3 separate regions of the Sus scrofa genome follow, and all the other regions are linked to region 1. A link is a contact called in public Hi-C and HiChIP or PLAC-seq data. All regions are on one chromosome and are shown on one strand. Each heading gives the region's core, a stretch centred on a gene start, on an enhancer-like site or on the middle of the called end of the contact. The rest is flanking DNA. Distances are from core to core; before and after follow the strand shown. Region 1 holds the start of COL1A1 (collagen alpha-1(I) chain). Region 2 has its middle 18 kb from the start of TMEM92. Region 3 holds the start of SGCA (sarcoglycan alpha).

Evidence for each region. A called contact is a pair of places that touch in the nucleus more often than the background predicts. HiChIP or PLAC-seq counts read pairs in DNA pulled down with a chosen protein or histone mark.
Region 2: a contact with region 1 is called in an H3K27ac HiChIP or PLAC-seq map of skeletal muscle. The contact joins the enhancer-like site here to the promoter of COL1A1 in region 1. A contact is called at or near these places in 7 of 47 Hi-C or Micro-C datasets (adipocytes, embryonic fibroblasts, fetal skeletal muscle and 4 more) and 1 of 2 datasets of contacts at active chromatin or transcription factors (skeletal muscle).
Region 3: a contact with region 1 is called in a Hi-C map of alveolar macrophages, with 1.7 times the contacts expected there. The contact joins the promoter of SGCA here to the promoter of COL1A1 in region 1. A contact is called at or near these places in 6 of 47 Hi-C or Micro-C datasets (alveolar macrophages, embryonic fibroblasts, epiblast stem cells and 3 more) and 1 of 2 datasets of contacts at active chromatin or transcription factors (skeletal muscle).

What each region holds. Positions count from the first base shown.
Region 1 is chr12:26,395,338-26,399,695 of Sscrofa11.1, forward strand. It overlaps COL1A1 (collagen alpha-1(I) chain), which reads right to left and starts at 1,843. Exons shown (of 51, transcript XM_021067153.1): 1 at 1,438-1,843. The coding sequence starts at 1,549.
Region 2 is chr12:26,446,197-26,450,554 of Sscrofa11.1, forward strand. No RefSeq gene overlaps it. Among named protein-coding and RNA genes, the nearest start is that of TMEM92, 18 kb to the right of the region's middle. Within about 2 kb of position 2,050, at least 36 of the 83 cell types and tissues checked have an H3K27ac peak or open chromatin away from gene starts, as enhancers often do. A contact at or near this core is called in embryonic fibroblasts, fetal skeletal muscle, omental adipose tissue and 3 more, where this site is marked.
Region 3 is chr12:26,354,988-26,359,345 of Sscrofa11.1, forward strand. SGCA (sarcoglycan alpha) reads left to right here and starts at 1,807. Exons shown (of 10, transcript NM_001144122.1): 1 at 1,807-1,858; 2 at 2,927-3,046; 3 at 3,153-3,295; 4 at 3,408-3,480; 5 at 3,888-4,086. The coding sequence starts at 1,822.

The DNA of each region.
Region 1 (4,358 bases), core at 593-3,092:
CTTTTTTTCTTCCTTCCCCCCCCCCCCCGGTCCTTTTGTTTTTCCTTTCCCCAAATCCTTAAAAGCTCATCTGCTTCTCATCAGCACCAGTGACAGGGCTGAGGCGCCGGGCCAGGTCGGCTATAACTCTTTCCAGTTCTCAGGAATTTAAACAAAGCTTTAGGCTGGAGTTGCTTCCAACTCCAACCTCAGCGCATTGGCGCGGAAGCCAAGTGAAATAAAAAGCCATCGGGTGGGGGAGCGGGGAGTGGGGGAGTGGGAAAGAGAGAGAACCGGAGGCGCCTGGTCCGGAGGGCAGGCTTGCGGGGAGTGGTTTGGGTGGAGACCGGAGGAGGGGCTGGGAGGAGAGATGGGAGGTCCAGGCAGGATTCCGTCTCATTCCCGGGGCAGGTGGGATAGTGTGGGCGGGGCTAGGAGGATGGGGAGGAGCTAACGGGCGTGGGATCCCGCCCAGAGACTTAAAATGTACCAGAGACTTAAAAAGAGCAGGATACGCCCTAACCTCCACTTCCCAGACATCTCTAACAGCCTCTCCCAAGGACAAATCCCGTTTCCCAAAGCCAGCCAGTGCCCGGGGTCACTCCTTAGCCAAAGAACCCAAAAGTCCGCCAAAGAAGTTAGTTAACCAAAGATCCAAAAAGTCCGTAAATGATGTTAATCACGCCCACCGCGGAGCGTCCACCCAGGCGGCCACTAGGTGGCGGGCCACCCTAAGCAATTTCCCCCGACCGGCCACTTCTTTTAGAGACTGGAGCTACCCCGTCCCCAACTTTATTTTCAAAGTCTAGAGGTGGGGTCCACACCAGGCAACAACCCCATTTTCCCGCTTCGACTCCTGCGCGGAGAAGCGCTGGCCAGGGAGGCTCAGTGCCAGTATAGCTCAGCAGAGGGCGCAAGGACCCTGCCCCTCAAAGCCGGCGCCAAAGTTTCTCAGCCTGCAACCCGCCCACTCTCAGCGCCCCCTCCCCCCTCAGCCCAGCACTTCTGTGGCCCCAGGAACACTGTCTAGCCTGCAGAGAGGGCAAACAATCTTTTCTTATGAATCATCCCCTAGCCTTCCCGACCACTTTTACATCTTGGGCTCCAAATTCCCGACTCGGCGCCCCCACCCCATCCTCGACGTACTTTACGCGTACCCGGCGCCCAGAACCAATTTTCCCCGCTGTACTTCACAGTGTGCGCTCGGGACTCCTCCTGAGCCAACTCGCGCCGTGCTGCATCTCCTCCTCCCACTGCTGGGGGGGAGGTCATCTACACCCCCGCCCAGAGTGCGCTCCTTTCTACCCCCCAGGGCGCCGAGGAAGAGCCCTCACCATCTCCCTTTCATCCTTGAGCCTCTGGAGCATCCCGAGTCTCAGCTTACGTCGTGGACCCCCCCAGAACCCAACGCGGGACAAGATACCAAGTAGCCTTGGACCCCAAAAGTTTGAGACTTACTGTCTTCTTCTTGGCCTTGTTGGCCTTCTTCTTGGCCCTCCTCTTGGCCGTGCGTCAGGAGGGCGGTGGCCGCTAAGAGGAGCAGGAGCCGGAGGTCCACAAAGCTGAACATGTCTAGACCCTAGACATGTAGACTCTTTGCGGCTGGGGTGGGGGTTAGCGTCCGCTCATGCGTGGCCTCACACTCCGCGTGCCTCCTGCTCCGACCCCGAGGAGAAACTCCCGTCTGCTCCGACCACTGGCCCGGGCCCCTTTTATACCATCCCGAGGGTGAGCGGGGAGGAACCCTGCCCCTGGGAGAGGGGGAGCCGGCTGCCCGTCCCCCAGCCAATCAGAGTTGCCTGGCCCGGCCCCCAATTTGGGAGTCGGAAGGGAGAGGGGGAGGAGGAGGGAAGGGAAGGGAAAGGAGTCCACCGCACGCCACCCCCCTTCCACAGCTCTGCCTCCCCAGCCCCCCAGCGCAGCCTGGGCCAGAGATGCTGCCGCTGGGGTGCGGCTCGGTCCTCAATATACTGTGGGCTAAAGAGTGGGAAGGGGCGCCTCTTCAGCTTTCTTCCGGGGATGCGCAATCTGGGGGGAACTGGAGTTGGGGAGCTGGGTAGGGAGCCTTCCAAAGATGGAAGAATTGGGGGTGATTGGGAGAGGGTCCTCCTTTACCCGCCCGATATCCTTGGCAACAGCCAGGCGATCGGCCCGAGGAGGCCAGCTATGGACCCCTCTAAAGCAGGAGAACCAGAGAATTTAAAAGATGTGCGTTCTGGGGGGTGTCTTCTGGTGTGGCGGGGGTAGAGAACTTAGGGTTATTTGAGGAACGAGTTAGAGACTCATTGATAGACATTAAGAATCAGATATTTGGGGGTGGGTGCGGATGAGAGGATTTTTATTTTGAGGCTGTCAGTTCTTCTGCCACGTCTCCAAGGTGGACTCAGATGCTCTCCCCCCCGAAGCCCCAGCCTGATTGAGAGAGATGGGGTGGGGAGGCTGAGGCCCTGGGTGAGACATTTGACTACGTGGGCTCTCCAGATGAAAGCTTTGGTGTTGAGTGAAGGCACTGCGGGGTGGGGGCGGGGCATTGCGAGGGTTCTCCCACCCCAGGTGGCAAGGGCTTGAGGTCACTGGCCACTTAGAAAAGAGTCTTGTGTTGGGGTCTGTCATGGCTATGGCCATGGTTAAGTGGGGAGGAGTCTGCTGGAGAGCCCTGGACCAGAGAGAGGGGGGTCCTGGGGGCTGCATAAAGCTCTGTCTCTGTCTGTACCCCGACTCAGGATTGGGGAATTTTGGGTGTTTCTGGGGGAGACTTGCCTTGGGGAGTTCAAAATGGAATTGCAGGTGAGTGTCCTTCTTTTAAAGGATGTTTCCCACTGCTTCCCTTCTTTTCTGGAAACCCCAGGCCTTGCTCTTTGGCCCTGGAGCCAGGAGAGAATCATGTGCACCCCGAAAGGTGGTGGAGACCCCACCAGGCTATATTTGGAGGAGAGGCCCCTAGAAGCTGGTGTCAGCCCTTCTCCAGGTCCCAGCCTCCCAAGAGGGCTCTACCCTAGCCTCCGTCTATCCAGGCCCCTGGTCCTGCCGAAAGCTGAGGGCCCAAGAAAAGGCAAAGAGGGTCCCTTTGCAATGTCAACTCCAATCCTTCTTGCGCAGCTCCCCACCCCCATCACTCCAGAGCTGCAACGTGGAAGCGGGGAGTCCCGCCTCCCCCAAACCATCCAAGATTCCATTGCCTCCCCCCGCCCCTCTCCACGCCCTCCCCCAGCTGGTTTTGTGCAACGAAGGCAAAGGGAAAAAAAGACCAAGAGAACAGAAGGGGAGGGAGCCACGTCGGCTGGCCGGCTGGCCGTGGGCAGCCGGGATGAGCGGGGCGGGTGGGGCCGCAGAGGGAGACTGCAGGGGCTATAATTAAAGAGAAAATATAGAGTTTCCAGAGAGGCAGGGCTGGAGACAGCAATGGAGGGACGGGCCTTCGTCAATTATCCCCACCATGTGGCAGCAACTTGTGGCTCAAGATCTGCCCCCGCCTAGTGCCAGCTACTGCAGGACAGTACTGGGGGCTGAGGTGCTGAGATGGCAGTTCCTGCACCCTCCAGCGAGGGTCAGGGGCAAGGAGCACCCCCTCTCCCCCCCCTACAGGAGACCAGGGACCTGACCCTCAGGGTGGTGGGCACCCCTTTAGAGTGGCAGTCTGGGGCGGAGAGTCACCTGCTTGGGTGAGGGGTGGTGTGACCTGCCCACCTCCCCGCTTGCTGAGTTATTGCAGCCAGGACTCCTGCCTACAGCCCCCTTCCCACATGCTCCCTTTGCAGGCTGTCCTTCCGTCACCTTAAAGGCGTGATTAGGACTCAGAGGTGAGAATCAGGACTTGCTCCATCACTGGGGTTCTGAAGAGTATTTAGGGAACCCTGGGATTGGAAAGTGGGCTTTGTGGGTAGTGAGGGGGTGACAGCCACCGCCCCCCCGCCCGCCCCGCTCCCAGTGTCCAGCTCCATCCCAAGGGGCTCTGGGCAGAAGGTTTCCAAGCATCCTTTACACGTGGCAGAAAGCTGAGGTTCAGGGCTTCCTCTGCCACTTTTTGACTTGAAACGCTTGGCGGGCGCCCAGCCCAGAGATGTGTCTTTAATTTCTGCAGCATGACAGTGAGAGGAAGAATGTACTTGGGGTCTCCTCCCAGCCTGGTTGGGCCTCCTTGGCCAGAACTGAAGGCTTGAGACCGGGGCGGTGGGGGGCGGTGGGGGGGGGAAATGGAGAAAGGAGGGAGGGAGCTGAGGCTGGAGAGGGGAGGAGACGCCACCTCATCTTTAGGAAAGTCTGAAACTCTGGCTTCTGGTGGAATGTAAGACTTTGTCTGGCATTTGGAGTGGGGGGGGCGAAAGCCCAAATCTCCTGTTCCCCCCCCCACCACCACCACCCCCAAGAAATGGTAAAGT
Region 2 (4,358 bases), core at 800-3,299, 51 kb after region 1:
GGCTCACTCTCCCCTCACCCCTCCATTCACCACGGGGGGCAGGCAGGGGGACTGGCAGCCCCAGGCTGGCTTTCTCATTTTGCTCTTGGCTCTTCTGGTGGAAAAATCGAAGCACTCCCCTTGGTACAGCTGAGGCGGAGAGGGCGAGCCTGGCTGGGAGGCTGTCCTGGCAGGGACGTAGAGGGGCAGGCGGGGCCTGGCTGGGGATGAACGGCCCCCCTTCTCAGCCCGCTCTGCTTCTACGTGGCTAAGGGCTAAGTCCTGAGTCTGAGGTGGAGGGGGCTGGGCCCTGGGAGGAGGCAAGCCCTGGGCTTGGGCTCAGCCTTAGGCCCATAGCACCCTCTCTCCCAAGGTTGTCCTGAGAACAGTGTCCTGAGTATGATTTTTTTTTTTCTTTTTAGGGGCACGCCCGCAGCATATGGAGGTTCCCAGGCTAGGGGTCCAATTGGAACTCTAGCTCCAGGCCTACACCACAGCCACAGCAACGCCAGACCCAAGCTGCATCTGCAACCTACACCACAGCTCACGGCAACACCGGATCCTTAACCCACTGAGCGAGGCCAGGGATCGAACCTGCGTCCTCATGGATACTCGTTGGATTCAATTCCGCTGCGCCACAACCGGAACTCCCCAAAGGGTGATTTAAAGTCCCCTGGGACTTCTAGAGGGGACCACAGAGCTTTGTCCTAAGGGAGAGGACACTGCTGCTCCCTCAGAGCGTTCCCCAGGCAACTGCTGAGCATTTCCTGAACCCCTGAGGATGGGGGAAGCCTTTCTGTATCCTATCCATGTCACCTTCACGACCCCTTAAGGTCAGCGTTAGCTACCTCCATCTTACAGGTGAGGAGCCTGAGGCTCCACGAAGTCAAGGGTTTCAGAGGCAGGATTTGAACCCAAGCTCATTGGATGCTGCTCTTTTCCCTGCCCTGGGAATGCTGGAAAGCCTCCCTTCCCCGGGTGGGCCACCCCATCAAGGAAAAGGGTTTTGCTGGAATCCCTACCCCCTCCCCACCAGTGCTTTGGGCCATGCCCCCATCTCAGCGCATCTCCTGGTGTCTCCTACTGTCCCCAGCCCCTTATTTGGCCAGGAGATGCCTGGGGCGCCCTCCCGACATCCATCCTCCTCCTGCAGAGCCAGCACCACCCCCACTCCATTTTTCCAGCCGCCCCAGTCCCTGGCCTCAGCCCCCTCCTCGCTCCAGCCCGATGGAAAGAGGAGCCCAGAGAGGAGCCCAACCACTTTCCCTCTGGAATCTGCTGCCTCGGCTTTCAGATGGAGAAACCATCTGGAGTGTATTATGGGCAGTAGAGAAAGCCGAGAGCAGGAAAATGTGAGTTGGCCCCGGCGGCTGCTCCTGTCTGCAGGAAGAGGGGGCTCCATGCTCTTCAGGGGGTGGGCCGGCAGCTGCCCCCCCCCCACCTCCCCAGTCCCTTGGAAGGGGCAGATGAGAGATGTGCAGGAGAGGGCAGCCTGGGGAAGGCGGGGCCAGGCCCGGTTTGAAAGGGCTGATCTCACCCACTCTCCCTTTTTACAGAGGAGATCCACGTCCAGAGAGGGAGAGCGACTTTCTCAGGGTCACACAGCAAGTCATGAGGAAAAAGATCAAGCTTTGAGCCCTTTGATGTATGCACACACCAGTGGACATTGAACGTCCCCTGAGTCAGGGTAGGGGGCAAAAGGGGGAGCGAGGGGGGTGGCCTGAGGCTGGATGATCTTTCTCTCCCTCCGCTTCAAATGAGTGAAGCCAAGGAGCTGAAGCCATTGAGAACGGGAAGAAAGAGCCTTCATTCTTTTGGGGTCACCATCCTTTGCTTTGTCTCCCACCCCTGCTCTGAAGGCCACCCTTCCCTTGTGCCCAGTCCCCGAGGCCAGCCTGGTCCTGGGGTCAAGCCCTCCTCCACTGGGTCCCAGGAGCCCCCTCCCCCAAGTGGGGCCCCAGATCCAGACGTGGCAGGGCGAGCGGGAGTGAGGTTTCTCCGCTCCCTCCCAAGTGCTGCGCTGGCGGCTCCCGAAATAAAAATCAAATGTGGGCTTGGCAGAGAGCACGGGGTGGGAGAAGCAGCCGCGGCCGACAGCGCTGGGCCTTCATTCTTTCCATTGTAACTTCACCTCCTAACCTCTGGCATTTTAATTATTCTCCTACCCGCTCGCTCGCTCGCTCGCTCGCTCGCTCGCGCTCGCTCGCTCTCCCTGGGCCAGAGGCTGAGCTCACCCTTTCCTCCAGCCTGGGAGGGGGTGGCCACTGCCTGGACCCCCAGCCCCCAGCCTGCTCCAGGCGAGCTGAATGGGGGACTGGGAGCGGGGGCAGGCTAGGGGTGTCAGCAGACACCCCCCTGCAGACCCTAAAGGGGCCTGGAGAGGCCCCGGGCCCCCGCCTGGCCAGCCTGGCACTTCACGTTCCATGTGTGAATGAATCATTCGGTCTTCACGCCCACTGGCCACTGTCTTAAGCAGAGGCAGCACCAGCTCAGCACCCATTCCATGGATGACACAGCTAGTCTCAGTGGGTGCAGAGCAGGGCCTGGGACCTGGGCTGGTGGCTCCTGGTCCTGCAGTCTTTCCAAACCCAGAAAGAGGGCAAGGACAGATCAGGCTTGAGCATGTCCCTCACCTTCCAGAATGTTCTCCACCCCCTCCATGCTAAGTGATTTAAAGCATTATTTTAATATGAAAACATACAAGAACATAGGCTAGGGTAGGAAGTGATGCTCTGAATTTTTAAGGCAGAAAACACATTCTCAAAGATCTCTACTTGAGGCTGTCGGCAGAGCCCAAGCAGCAGCATCGCCCCCTGGACCTGGCCATGAATGAGGGTGAGAGGCTGTTCATATCTAATTTGTGGTCTGTGGCCCCCAGGCTGCTACCAAAGATGCTGGTTGGCACCGACAGACAGGCTTGCCCACCCCCGAACCCAGAGCTGGAGGTGCCTGCTAATTCTGGGGATCTCTCGGGGAAGCAATTTCCCCAAGGCGCGTGCACAGGTGGTGGGCAGCCTCAACCCTGACCCCAGGGCCAGCACCCCAACAACCTTAACCAAGGCCTCCTGCTCCACTCACAAGTCCTGTAACTTCTCCCACCCCACTGCCTCGGAGGCCCAGCCCGGGGAGGGGGAGGGGAGACGCCCTCTGTCTTCCTTGTCATCCCATTAAGTCTCCCCCGAATGAATTTTCCATCAACAAACGGTTCCTGGGCAGCAGTGGTGCCTGGTGCCAGGCCTCATTGTGAGCAGTTACCGTCTCTACTCTAGAGGAGCTTCCAGAAGGAAAGAGGGACGCGCTATTCAATGCATCAAGTTCTGTGATGGGGGAGATTAAGGCTCCGGCAGGCTGCTGGAAGGGGACTTCTGACCTCTGCTCGGTGAGAAGAGCAATCAGGGGAGACTTCCCAGAGGCAGTGACACGAGGAGGAGTCTGGAGGAAGGGTGCTGCAAGCAGAAGGCACGGCACTGCCAGGGGCCAGAGGTGAGAGAGAGCTGAGGGCAGAGCCCACAGGAGCGGAGATGCTCTGAGGGAGCTCTTGGGGTGAAGGTGGGGAGGGTGACATGACTAGACGTGTTTTTAGGAAGAGCTCCAGACGAGGTGTGGAGGGTTGGTTGGAAAGGGATCAGGATGGAGGAGGGGTGCCCGCTAAGAGGCTGCCACAGACGTCAGGGTGGAGGTGACGGCAGCCTGGCCCTGGCCCTCGGCCGTGGTGTGAAAAAAGATGGCCAGATTGACAGAGATTTGGGAGAAGTCACAGGGCTTGGTGACCGATCGGCAGAGGGATAAGGGCTGGCCCGGGTTTCTGCTTGGCACTCCTGGCTGAGTGGTTTACTGTGGAACCAGGTGACTTTGCAATTCCTGGAGGGATCCTAGTAGAGACCCCCATTAGGGCGCTGGCTGTGTAGGGTCTGCTGGAGAGCAGGTGCACACAGGCCAGGCCCAAACCCGACGGAAGATGCAGAGGACAGAGCTGATGAAAGAGCTGGAGGAGTTCCCGTCATGGCGCAGTGGTTAACGAATCTGACTAGGAACCATGAGGTTGAGGGTTCGATCCCTGGCCTTGCTCAGCGCGTTAAGGATCCTGCGTTGCTGTGGCTCTGGAGTAGGCTGGCAGCTACAGCTCCGATTAGACCCCTGGCCTGGGAACCTCCATATACCGCGGAAGTGGCCCAAGAAATGGCAAAAAGACAAAAAAAAAAAAAAAAAAGAAAGAGCTGGAGGAGGAGTAACCAGAGAGGTAGGAGGGAAACCAGGAGAGTAAGGGCCCTCCAAAAGTCCCAAGGGGCCTCCTAAAGAAAGCATGGCCTGGAGTTCCCGTCATGGCGCAGTGGTTAACGAATCCAACTAGGAACCATGAGGTTGCGGGCTCGATCCCT
Region 3 (4,358 bases), core at 557-3,056, 40 kb before region 1:
AAGGATGGCAGGAGGCGAGCGCTGGTCTTGTCACTTTGCAGTTTTGAGAATAGAGCCTGAGAGTTCCCGTCATGGCGCAGTGGAAACGAATCCGACTTGGAACCATAAGGTTATGGGTTCGATCCCTGGCCTCGCTCAGTGGATTAAGGATCTGGTGTTGCCGTGAGCTGTGATATAGGTCACCAATGAGACTCGGATCCCACGTTGCTGTGGCTGTGGTGTAGTCTGGTGGCTACAGCTCTGATTCAGCCCCTAGCCTGGGAACCTCCATATGCTGAGGGTGCAGCCCTAAAAAAAGACAAAAAAAAAACCCAAAACTTTTTCAAGGCCACATTCTCCAGCGAGTGGTCAAGGTGGGATTCAGGTCTGGGCCCGAAAGACCTCCAAGCCCATGCCACCTTCTTTATACCCCGTCTCTCTATCTGGCTTGTCCCCTCCAGGGCTTTCTCTCTTCCTAGACCTGGGGCGTATGCTGGGGAGTGGGGGGGGACCTTATCTGAGGACAGGGCTGGGTGAACAGGCACCCTCATGTACTATTCATGAAGCTGTCACTTCACCCTCTACACCTACCAGTTGCTGGGCCCTGGGCCAGCCCCAGGGATGCAAAGATTATAAGATCCCAATCTGTCTGCAACTCTGTGTGGTTGGGCTGTGCATGGGGCTGAGGGAGCCCCAGCTTGGCCTAGGGAAGGAGGGAGCACAGAAAAAGAGAGGATGCCCCTGCTGAGTCTTGAGAGGTGAGCAGAAGTTTGCTGGTTGGATGAGGGCAGGAAGGGAATTTGGGGCAGAGGGAATAGCATATGCAAAGGCATGTGGACTCAGGGGAGCTTATCAGGTTGTGGGGTGCCAGAGTGAGCTGGGCAGAAGCCTGGGGTAGTGTGTGTGTGTGTGTGTGTGTGTGTGTGTGTGTGTGTGTGTGTGTTGGGGGCGGGGTTAGAAAGAAGGGAAGGGGGAGTTCCCGTCATGGCTCAGTGGTTAATGAATCCGACTAGGAACCATGAGGTTGCGGGTTTGACCCCTGGCCTTGCTCAGTGGGTGAAGGATCCGGTGTTGCTGTGAGCTGTGGTGTAGGCCAGTGGCTACAGCTCCAATTCGACCCCTAGCCTGGGAACCTCCATATGCTGCGGGAAGCGGCCCTAGAAAAGGCAAAAAGACAAAAAAAAAAAAAAAAAAAAGAAAGAAAGAAAGAAGGGAAGGGGATTCTAGATAGGATGGCCAAGAACAGACAGGGCCTGAAAGCCACCAGCAGCTGGGAAACTCAGAGCAGTGGGAGCCCTTAGGGTTCTAAGGGGGGGATCAAGGCCATCAGGTTGGAGGTTTAGAAAATATACTCTGGCCCCGAGGAGGGGAGGATTGGAGGGACCTTGTCTTTTTTTGTTTGTTTGTTTTTTGTTTTGTCTTTTTGCCTCTTCTAGGGCCGCTCCCTCGGCATATGGAGGTTCCAGGCTAGAGGTCGAATTGGAGCTGTAGCTGCCGGCCTACACCACAGCCACAGCAACTCCAAATCCAAGCCGCGTCTGTGACCCACACCACAGCTCACGGCAACGGCGGGTCCTCAACCCACTGAGCGAGGCCAGGGATCGAATCCGCAACCTCATGGTTCCTAGTCGGATTCGTTAACCACTGAGCCACGACGGGAGCTCCTTGTCATGTGAGGAGGTGTCTGCCTTAGATTTAGTGCCTACTCTGGGAAGGGGTGGGGAGGGCCCCACGGGCTGAAGCCGGGCCCAGCTGCTCTGGGCCACTTTCCCGTTCCTCCCTCCGCCCTCCTCCCTGCTCCTGTCTCTGTCACTCACAGGGCAGGGCCAGCCTGGGGCGGCCATGGCAGCAACGCTGATCTGGATTTCTCTCCTCGTGGGCAAGTTGGGGGCTTCTTCAGGGGAGAGGCCCAGGTTGAGGGGGTGAGAGGTTCCTCAGGGGAGGGCTTGGGGGTCAGGGCAAGGCAGGAGCAGAAGGACTCTGGGGTGTGAATGCCACAGCTGGTGGGGGCTCCAGGGAACGGGGAGCTGGGACCTGGGAGGGGTGGGGTGTCCTGGGCCAGGCCGGGCCTAACCACACAGGTCCAGAGTGTCGTGGGCCCTTTAATGCGCTGGCTGGGCTGGCTTCTTTCTGAGTCCAGGCTAAATCTGGCTCTGGGAGGGTGCGGGGGCCGCTGGGGCAGGTCCTCTCCCTGGGGCTCGGGATCCTCTTCGCTCAGCTCTTAGTGGCCTCCAGTGGAGGCCCTGTTCCCCCCGGCTATTAAAGGAGGGGGGTGGGAACCCCAGAATGGCCACCTGCCTCCTCCAAGGGGTTCTTCCCTCTCTTCCTCCCACCCCTCCAGGCGCCCAGACAGTCAGCTTGGCATTCTTTTCCAAGTGCTTTTTTTTCCTAATTTTTTTTTTTAAATTATTTTTTTTAGGGCTGCACCCACAGCATATGGAGGTTCCCAGGCTAGGGGTCGAATCGGAGCTACAGCTGCCGCTTACACCACAGCTCATGGCAACGCCGGATCCTTAACCCACTGAGCGAGGCCGGGGATCAAAGCGGCATCTTCATGGATACTAGTCAAATTCGTTTCCACTGAGCCAGGAACTCCTCCAAGTGCTCTTAACATGCACGCATGTGTAGACACACACACACACATGCACACGCACACACACACCCCTCCCAGCCAGCCACTGTGACTCCCAATGGGAGCCTAACATGAAGAGTGAGGGGGCTTCCATGAATCCAAACCAAACTAAAGCCTGGGTTTCTTCGCTGGTTAAAGTGTGTGGCTCGGCCAGGGCCCCACCCCATCCTTCCTGGGAGCCAGCAAAGCTGTCCCCCTCCTCGCACACGTCTCTCTGGTCCCTTAGGGCCACCAGGGACTGGGTGAAAAGGGGAAGCTTATTCCTTGGCCAGGACTGAGGCTGGTCTGTGTGTTTGGGGGTGTGGGTCCCCACAGGTCTCCTGGCAGGGCTGGGGGGCACCGAGATCCAGCAGACCACCCTGCACCCACTCGTGGGCCGCGTGTTTGTATACACCCTGGACCATGATGCTTTCCTGCAGCTTCCTGAGCACGTTGGTAAGAGGGGCCTGGGGGCGCACTGGGTGGGCTGGTGGGGGGTGCAGGTGAAGGCTTCCGAAAGCTTCCTGTCGTGTCTCCAAGCCCCTCTCCTCCCTTCCACCAGCTGTCCCTGTCACCTACCACGCCCACCTCCAGGGACACCCAGACCTGCCCCGGTGGCTCCGCTACACCCAGCGCAGCCCCCACCACCCTGGCTTCCTCTATGGCACTGCCACCCCAGAGGATCGCGGACACCAGGTCATTGAGGTATCAGCAGGGGCCCCAGGGAGTGGCCGGCAGCAGGAAGCTGCGTACCCTCATTTACATAAATCCCATGCCTGTAACTGGGTGCTCAGCCCTCTCTCTCCCCATCCTCCAGGTCACAGCCTACAACCGGGACAGTTTTGACACCACCCGGCAGAGGCTGGTGCTGTTGATTGCAGACCCAGAAGGTACCACCAGCCTCACCCCTACCCTACCAATGCCAGTCTTGGGGACTCTCCCTTGGAAGAGGGGATACCTGGGAGTAGTAGGGAGCTGGGCATCCTGCTGAGACTGCAGCTGTAGTCTTCGCTGCTCTGCTGATACACTAAGAGGAGGCTTTGGGCAAGTCGTTGGGGCGTGGGTGTGGGGCAAGGGTGGAGGAAGGGTCTGCTATGTGGGGTATTAAGAAGAAGGAAGGGAGCTGAGATCTGGGGAGATGCTTGGGTGGGAGGAGCTTGGGTGGGGGGAACTTGGGTGCGGGGAGCATGGATGGTGGAGCTTGGGTGGGGGGAGCTTGGGTGGGGGGATGCTTGGGAATGATCCAGGCAGGGCTGGGGGCTGGGCACAGCCTGAGGTGCCCACCTGGCCCTCCCAGGCCCCCTGCTCCCATACCAGGCTGAGTTCCTGGTGCGCAGCCATGACGTGGAGGAGGTGCTGCCCTCGACACCTGCCAGCCTTTTCCTCACAGCCCTCGGGGGGCTCTGGGAGCCGGGGGATCTCCAGCTGATCAATATCACTTCTGCCTTGGACCGAGGGGGCCGAGTCCCCCTGCCTATTGAAGGTCGAAAGGAAGGGTAGGCATGCGACCAGGGAGGGCTTCCTGGAGGAGGAGGGGGCAGGTGGCCTTCTGCCTGGGTGATAGGCGAAATGTGGGTCTCTCTAATTTCTGGGTGGGGCTTTACCCATCTCTTTGCACCCTCACCGTGCCCATCTTTACCTGATGTGACAGTGACAGTGTCACATCACTGTCCACCGCCTTCTGGTTGCCGGCTCTGCTCCTTCTTGCCCTTCCTGGACCCAAATCCTAGTCACCCTGAATTCTGTACTTCCTGGTGCCCATAAGGAC